Regions from separate parts of the Sus scrofa genome. Here region 2 is linked to region 1. The links are chromatin contacts, called in public HiChIP or PLAC-seq maps. All regions are on one chromosome and are shown on one strand. Each heading gives the region's core, a stretch centred on a gene start, on an enhancer-like site or on the middle of the called end of the contact. The rest is flanking DNA. Distances are from core to core; before and after follow the strand shown. Region 1 overlaps COPRS (coordinator of PRMT5 and differentiation stimulator). Region 2 has its middle 77 kb from the start of MIR365-2.

Region 1 (4,209 bases), core at 771-3,270:
GAGACATGATCTATGACCCCAGTTGGCACCACCCGCCTCCACTGATACCCCATTATTCCAAGATGGTCTTTGAAACGGGACAGTTTGATGATGCCGAAGACTGAGGGTGCCGCCCTGGCCTGGTGGGCGGGCGGGCCTTCCAGGTCAAGGTCTCCTTCTTTTGAGGTGAGATGTCACATCCGAGGAGACATTCCCAGTGATCCCCAAGCTGGGCACACAGACTGGTGTTAAGTAAGGTCTGCCGCCCCCTGTTCTGTTGTTGTTGTTGTTGTTTTTAATGAGCTTCTCCCAGGTATGTGTGTGTACGTCTCTGTTGGGAGAGGAGTAGAAAACTTTATAAATAAAGGTAGGAAATGATCAATACGCTTTTGTCTACTTTTTTCTCCTCCTTTTAAATTAGATACTTTTTTTTTTTTTGCTATTTCTTTGGGCCGCTCCCGCGGCATATGGAGGTTCCCGGGCTAGGGGTCTAATCGGAATTGTAGCCACTAGCCTACGCCAGAGCCACAGCAATGCGGGATCCGAGCCGCGTCTGCAACCTACACCACAGCTCACGGCAACGCCGGATCCTTAACCCACTGAGCAAGGCCAGGGACCGAACCCACAACCTCATGGTTCCTAGTCGGATTCGTTAAGCACTGCGCCACAACGGGAACTCCTAAATTAGATACTTCTGACCAAAGGTGTACTTTCTTTTTTTTTAGGGCTGCACCTGTGGCATATGGAGGTTCCCAGGCTAGGGGGTCGAATGGGAGCTGTAGCTGCCAGCCTATGCCACAGCCGCCACAACCCCAGATCCAAGCCGCATCTGTGACCTATACCATAGCTCACAGCAACGCCAGATCCTTAACCCACGGATCGAGGCCAGGAATTGAACCTGCATCCTCATGGATACTAGTCAGATTCATTTCCACGGAGGCACAATGGGAACTCTCCAAACCTTACTTCTTCATTTAAAGCCCCTCCCTTACACGTTCAGGACTGAAGTACTTAGAGACGAAGCTACTCTACGAAAGGAAATGATTTTGTAGTTTTGCTTCTGTAGATCTGACCCCATTGACCAGAAGTTGGAACCCAAGAGGCACGGCTGACTTCACAGCTGATTTCTCTTTCTGTTGATGGAAAAGGGACCATTTGCTTATTAGTTAACAAGACTTTTCTGTAGGCTGGAAAACGAAATGGCAGTTAATTAAACCAGCGGTTGTATAACCCTCAATTGGCATGGAAGGATTTTACACTATTTTCCATTTAATTTTTTAAGCCCTGTAATTACTTACATAAGTCACTTAAAAACATTTTCTTTTACCTCATTTAGAGATGAGGAAAATAAGACTCTAAATGTTTCGGCCAAGATGACAACAGCCAGGAAACAGTGGAACTGTGACCTGAACCCGCAGACGTCTCTGAAGTCTGTTCCTGTGGGGGTGTGGGCGTGTGTGTGAACCTGGAGGCAGGTCCTGGGGTCCACACCTTGGCAGGTCTCTGGTGCACCAGACTAAGTCTCCTTTGCCTCTCTGGCAGGCCGAGGGATTGCCTCTTCCCTCCCCACCTCCTTACGGAAGCCAAATCAAGAAAAATTTCCCGTCTGAGGTCTGCATCCACTCCACAGCTGAATGAACAATTAATCCACTTATGTCAGAGGCCCCCCAGAGTGTGTGGATAAGGCAGAACCCTGTGAGGAGGGCAGTGGTTTGGGTTCCGAGGGCCCTCATGGCCAAGGTTGTCCTAGAGTGAAAAAAGCAGTCCCTTCCGCTGTCCTTGCTCGGGAGATGGTCGTAGAGCCTGTGAGCATAGCGCTCTTGGCACGGCTCCTGCTCACCAGCGCTCGTGGCTGGTGAGACCGTCATGCGTGTGTCTGGTGTGAAAAGGTGAACTCGAGAATCTGAGCCAAGAAACGTTGGAGGCTTGGGGAAGATGGCAGAGTCGCCAAAGAAAGGTGGCGTTCCTGACACGTCATGCGGGCCCACGTGTAAGCTGCCCTTCCGAGGCGGCTGAAACTGAGTAAAAGCAGAAGTCATGAGGTGGGAAGATGACATAGACGACAGGGGGAGGGAAGGCGGAAAGAGTAAGAACAGCACGTGTGGCATGAGTAACTGAGCAAAGGAAATTTACAAGCAGCTGCTGCTGCTGCTGTGGTCCACGGCACAGTGGCGAATTTGGACTCTCTCTTGCTTTTGAAAAGGTGTTCTTTGCAGTTCTTCCTGGTTCTTTTCCAGCAAAGTGAGTGGGAGAGAAATAGGGTCTGCTGGAGCCAGGATGTAGCAGTGTTCTCTTCAAGACCTTAGAATGGCTTTTACGGCTGAAAGGGGGGGGTGTCAGGAGGACAAGAATCGGTGGTGGGGGGTGGCTGGTCAGTTGTTCTGGTTTAGGTCTCATTCTGGTGGCCCTCAGAGGATGGGTCAAACAGAGCAGGATGTAGAAGGGTGACTCTCCAGGCTGCGATCATCGTTATCTCAAGGGAGTGAAGTGTAAGAAGCAAAAGTAGGCACGTGGAAAAATGCTTACGATCTAGTAACTGAAAATGAAGGCTTTCTAAAACTACTCTGATGCTATTGTCACCATAAAAAAAATTGCATATGTAAGTGATAAGGATTAATATGGACAAGTGGAAACCATTTGTTAAGAGGTGAAGGTTTGGGCAGTTTGCTTTTGCATATTTGTTATTTTAATGTAGAATTCGCAATGAGGTTTTTTTTTTTTTCTTTTTTTATCTTTTTTGCTATTTCTTGGGCCGCTCCCGAGGCATATGGAGGTTCCCAGGCTAGGGGTCTAATCGGAGCTGTAGCTACTGGCCTACGCCAGAGCCTCAGCAACGTGGGATCCGAGCCGCGTCTGCAACCTACACCACAGCTCACGGCAACGCCCGATCATTAACCCACTGAGCAAGGGCAGGGACTGAACCCACAACCTCATGGTTCCTAGTCGGATTCGTTAACCACTGCGCCACGACGGGAACTCCAGCAATGAGGTTTTTAAAGACATTATCCTAAAAGAGTTGCCTCCTCTGCCTAGTCTTTCCTTTTTTTTTTTTTTAATATTGTATAACTGGCTTATAAAGTTGTGTTCGTTTCAGGTGCAAAGTAAATCAGTTATACCCACACACACACATCCATTCCTTTTCATATTCTTTTCCCGTATAGGTTATTACACAGTATTGAGTAGATGACCCTGGTGGTTTTGGTTTGTCTGTGTTTTGGCCTTGCCTGTGCCATGTGGCCGGGGACTGAACCCACACCACAGCAGCAACCCAAGCTGCTGCAGGGACCATGCTGGATACTTGACCTGCTGAGCCTTTCGGGAACTCCTTTTTCTTTTTTTAAACCTTCCAAATTATTTATTATTCAAAACCACGTTTGGAGTATAGTCGATTCACAGTGTGTTTGAGGCATAGAGCAACCTGATTCTGTTACACATCCATCCTCTTTCAGCTCCTTTTCCCGTGTAGGTTTTTACGGAACATTGAGTCGAGTTCCCTGTGCTCTTCTTCCCTGGTCTTCCTGACACTCTTGCCTCCCTCTGTTGCCTCCCTGTTGGCCGAGGGGTCTCCCTCCCTCCGTAGGGTGAGAACTTTTGGAAGGCAGGACCACGTCTTACTCCTCGATAGCCGTGCCACGGCATGGAGCCCAGCATGACAACGTTCAGTAAATACCAGCACAAATGCAGTCTTCATTAACGGGGCAGTATTTGCCCAGGCTGCGTTTAGAGTTAGCAGACAACATCCCAGGCTGGTGATGAAGAAAGAACGGTATTTAAAGAATCCTTAGGGAGTTCCTGTTGTGGCTCAGCGGTAATGAACCTGATTAGTAGTGTCCATGAAGATGCGGGTTTGATCCCCGGCCTCGCTCGGTGGGTTAAGGATTGTGCATGACCTGTGGTGTCGTTTGCAGATGCAGCTTGGATCTGGCGTGGCTGTGGCTGTGGCCGGCAGCTGCAGCTCCGATTGGACCCCTAGCCTGGGAACCTCCCTATGCCGCAGGTGCAACCCTAAAAAACAAAAACAAACCAACAAAAACCTTTGAAAAGTCTTGAGGATTTAGTTAGGATTCCTTTTATATTTTCTTGTTTTTTTCAGTGGATAGCAATAGGACTGAGAGAAATGTCCAAGAGTGGTGAGCTTTGCAACCATGCTTTTTCCTCTGAAAGCCTTCAGTCAATGACCAAATAAACTTCGTTCTCTAAAAACTGGAGTGTGTGTATGCCAAATGAGTC
Region 2 (4,209 bases), core at 694-3,193, 150 kb after region 1:
CTGTGGTCAATAAAGCTTCAGCGAACACAGGTGTCCATGTATCTTTTCCAATTAGCATCTTTGCTTTCTTTGGATCAATACCCCAGAGTAGAATTGCTGGGTCAGAGTTCTCGCTGTAGCTCAGCGGGTTAAGAACCCAACACAGTGTCTGTGAGGATGCAGTTTTGATCCCTGCCCTTGCTCACTGGGTTAAGGGTCTGGCATTGCCGCAGGCTGTGGTGTAGCTTGCAGACTTGGCTCAGATCCAGGGTTGCTGTGGCTATGGCGTAGGCTGGCAGCTGCAGCTCCGATATGAACCCCAGCCCAGGAACTTCCATATGCGTCTTATGCAGCCATAAAAAGAAAGAAAGAAAAAAAAAAAAAGAATGGGTGGGTCAGTTGGTGGTTGTGTTTTAATTTTGGGGGGAGCCTTCGTACTGTCCTCATTTTTTTAAAATAGTGCGGAGACTTTGTTGGCAAGGGTGAGGCCATTATAGTCCGTGTGATGTTTGCTTTGCTCCTGGGCAGATAGGCTGTTTCCAGGGCCGCCCAGATGCCAAGAGTGTGCTGTGAGAGTCACTGGGCGGAGCCCTCTGGGCCCAGATGCCTTCTGCCCCCGCTCTGCCTTCTATCCCCGCCTTCCTCCCTTTCTTCACCCGCTGTGAGGTTGGTCAAATTTGCACCCACATCTGCCGACAAAGGCTTTGGTGCTTCCTTCATAGACCAAGGTTCTGGTCCATTCTGGGCTTCACGATCTCCCACGTCACAGAAGTCAGTAAGCAAAGCTGTGGAGCCGCCTGCCAAGGGGTCGAGGCCCAGAGCCTAGCCCCTGACCTCTTCTCTGACTGGATCCCAAGGATGCCAGGCCCTTTTTGGGGGGTGGGGGGTGTTGGGGAGGGGCGTCCTGCAGCACCAGAGCTGGGCTCTGACTGAGCCCAGCACAGCCAGCCCTGTGACCTGGCGACGTCTCCTGAATGGAGCTTGCACGTGTCACGCTCCTCTCCGAGTGTATCCTTTTCTGCTCGAGTCTGATAAATGTCCTTTTCTCGCATAAAAGGAAGTTGGAATTGTCACTTCCATTTTTAGCAGCTGAGGGGAGTCGGCTCACCGTGTCTGGGGTGAGGGACACGGGAGGGTGAGTCAGACACCAGAACCAGACCCTTAACTCCCAGCCGCTGAGCCGGGAATGACGGGAAGGCCCATGTTCTTTAAAAAAGAACCGTCTACCGCTCAAGTAATTGGGCCTGTCGGTCAGGACGTTGCCCAAAGGAGGGGGGCAACCTTCCAGGTGCTGTCAGCCGGGCTGGGCTACCCCCCCATCCCAGCATCCCCTGCACGGGACCCTCCATGGTCAGGTGCAACACCCCAGGGTCTGCTTTGGGGGGGAAAAGCATTGAACTTTGAGTCTGGAGATGTGGGCCCGAATCCCTGTGACTCCAAGTAGCTTCCTCAACCTCTCGGGGCCTCAGTTTCCACATCCGAAAAATGGGGAGGGTAACACCGACCCTCCTCCAACCCCCAAATTTTCTGGAAGGGTCCAGGGGAGATGACTGAAGTTAAAAGTTTTAAAAACCCTGGAGTTCCCTTAGTGGCTCAGTGGAAACAAATCCAACCAGGAACCATGAGGTTTCAGGTTTGATCCTGGCCTCGCTCAGTGGGTTAAGGATCTGGCGTGGCTGTGAGCTGGGGTGTAGGTCACAGAAGTGGTTCGGATGTGGCATGGCTGTGGTGTAGGCTGGCAGCTGTAGCTCCGATTCGACCTCTAGCCTGGGGACCTCCATATGCTGAGGGTGTGGCAGTAAAAACCAAAAAAAAAAAAAAAGCAAACAAACCTTGCAGAGTGTCTATGTATCAGATAATGGAACCAGAATCTAATGCATCTGTCACACAGCCAACATGAGGTCATGCTGGAAGGATGGGAGTGTCAGGGGACTGGGGAGAAATGCTGGCCAAGGGAGGGAAGGGCCGTGGGTCCAGAGCCCTGGGTCTGTCCTGCTCCCTGTGTTCTAGTTCAAGGCTCACCAGGCAGCCTCGAGTTGCTCATTTGCTTTGCTGTTGACCTTGGTCTGGGCCTCAGGACAGGAGCCCCCTCCTGGGTTTCGGGCAAAGTCACATGTTGGTTGTTTATCATTCATCTTAACTCAGCACCAGGTCTCAGCATCTTTTTACCAGTGAGAAAACAGAAGCTCAGAGATGCCAGGGGGCCTGCTCCAGGGCATGCTGCTGGGAAGCAGGGAGCCCGGGTCTGCCGTCCCCCTGTCCGCCACACCACACTTCCTGCCAGCAGCATGTCCTGGACCCTGGGAAGACCTGCCTCCACTGTAGGCTTCTGAATGGGCAGAGGAGACTTCACTCTGAGGTCTTGTTCCCCCTCCCCTCCTGCCAGCCTGAGCCCCGCCTCTACCCTCTGGCCACTTGAGAAAAATCAAGCTCCTGAATTTCCCAAGACCTTGAGCCACTGTGACTCACCAGCCCCGAAGGATCGGGCCCCTGAGCTCCACCTGTCACTCACAGACATTGCCTCACACGGATTGTCTTTCTTAACAGCTAGGAACCCCGCCAGCTGGGGGGTCAGGAGCCTGCCAACTCGGCCAGGGCTAGAGGGTGGAGGCAGCCATGCCCACGGCCCTGGGTTTGTGTAGCTGCCCTATGGGTAGGGTGACCAACTTGCCCCCGCTTTCCCAGGAAAGGCTTCAGTCCCAGGAAAATCTGGACACTTGTCCAAAACACAGGGTGCATTGATGGAGAAAGTGGTCAGGACAAGGGGTGGCTCCCCTGGCCCTGTAGGTTCACCCTCTGACCTGGACGCTTGGCACTGGCCACTCACCTTGCTCCAAAGAGCCATTAAAGAGCTCAGATGTGCAACCCTCAGGCGAGTCAGGCTCAGCAGGCACCCATGTGACAGGGTCCATGAGCTAAGGGAATAAGTGTTTGTTTTAGGGAACAGTAGGATTTTTTTTTTGTTTGTTTTTATCAGCTTTTTTTCCTTTTCAATGACTATCCACTCTGCCTCCTTGGCCAGTGCTCTGCCCTCCTGCCAGCCAGTGGCACCAAGAAGTTACACCTGGCTTGGTTCTTATAATCGCTGCACAGGTGCAGGGCTCGAGGGAGCTGCATGACTTCGGTTCTGCCCCTTCAGCCTCTGACACTCGGGAGATCGATGCGTGGGGTACTGAGGTCCAGGGTCAGGCCAAGGACTGGCCAGTGGGAGAAGTTTTTCTCACTGGCCACAGCTGGCAGCTCAGAGCCTGGACTTGGAAGAGAGCATGAAAGGCAGTTTGTTTCCTGGAGATGATGAGCAGCCTAGGAGCTGCGCACAGGGTCTGCCCAGGAGCTTCTGATGAAATGCTTGCTAGTTGCTTCAGGAGGCAGAACAATGGCCCACGAAGAGGTGCATCTCCTGATCCCCGCCCCCGTGACTGTGTTCCCGAAAGTCCTGCAAAGGACTTTGCAGGTGTCAGAAAGTTAAGGATCTCGTCGTGGGGAAATTATCCTGAATTATATGGGCCGGCTCAATGGCATCATGGGGGGTGGGTCCTTAAAAGAAGGAGACAAGACGTCAGAGAGAGGAGGCAGTGAGGTGACAACAGGGGCAAAGACGGGAGTGGTGCGGCCACATGCCAAGGTTAGTGCCAGTAGCCTCTAGAAGCGGGAGCAGTCATGGATTCCCCCTTGGCGCCTCCAGAAGGAACCAGTTCTGACAAATCCTTGATTTGAGCCCCCTGAGTCTCACATCCCACTTCTTTTTTTAATTAAAGTATAGTCGATTTACAATGTCATGTCAATTTCTGCTGTACAGCAAAGTAACCCAGTCATACATGTATATACGTTCCCCTTCTGATATTCTTTTCCATCGTGGTCTGTCCCAGGAGATCGGATAGGGTTCCCTGGGCTGCACAGCGGAACCTCACTGCTTGTCTACGCTAAATGTAATTGTTTGCATCTACTAACCCCAAACTCCTCATTCATTCTCCTTGGCAACCACAGGTCTGTTCTCCTCGTCTGTGAGTCTGTTTCTGCTCTGTCAGTAGGTTCATGTGTGCCCTCTTTTAGATTCCACATATAAGTGATATCATATGCTGTGTGTCTTTCTCTTTCTGACTCACTTCACTTAGTAGAGAATCTCTAGTTGCATCCATGTTGCTGCAAATGGCACTATTTCATTCTTTTTTTTTTTTCCATCTTTTCTAGGGCTGCTCCCGCAGCATATGGAGGTTCCCAGGCTAGGGG

The links. HiChIP or PLAC-seq counts read pairs in DNA pulled down with a chosen protein or histone mark.
Region 2: an H3K27ac HiChIP or PLAC-seq map of alveolar macrophages shows a contact between it and region 1. The contact joins two enhancer-like sites. A contact is called at or near these places in 1 of 47 Hi-C or Micro-C datasets (liver) and 1 of 2 datasets of contacts at active chromatin or transcription factors (alveolar macrophages).

The regions. Positions count from the first base shown.
Region 1 is chr12:43,097,636-43,101,844 of Sscrofa11.1, forward strand. COPRS (coordinator of PRMT5 and differentiation stimulator) reads left to right here. Exons shown (of 4, transcript XM_003131747.4): 4 at 1-363. The coding sequence ends at 104. Among named protein-coding and RNA genes, the nearest start is that of COPRS, 8.6 kb to the left of the region's middle. Within about 2 kb of position 2,021, at least 5 of the 83 cell types and tissues checked have an H3K27ac peak or open chromatin away from gene starts, as enhancers often do. A contact at or near this core is called in alveolar macrophages, where this site is marked.
Region 2 is chr12:43,245,383-43,249,591 of Sscrofa11.1, forward strand. No RefSeq gene overlaps it. Among named protein-coding and RNA genes, the nearest start is that of MIR365-2, 77 kb to the right of the region's middle. Within about 2 kb of position 1,944, at least 15 of the 83 cell types and tissues checked have an H3K27ac peak or open chromatin away from gene starts, as enhancers often do. A contact at or near this core is called in alveolar macrophages, where this site is marked.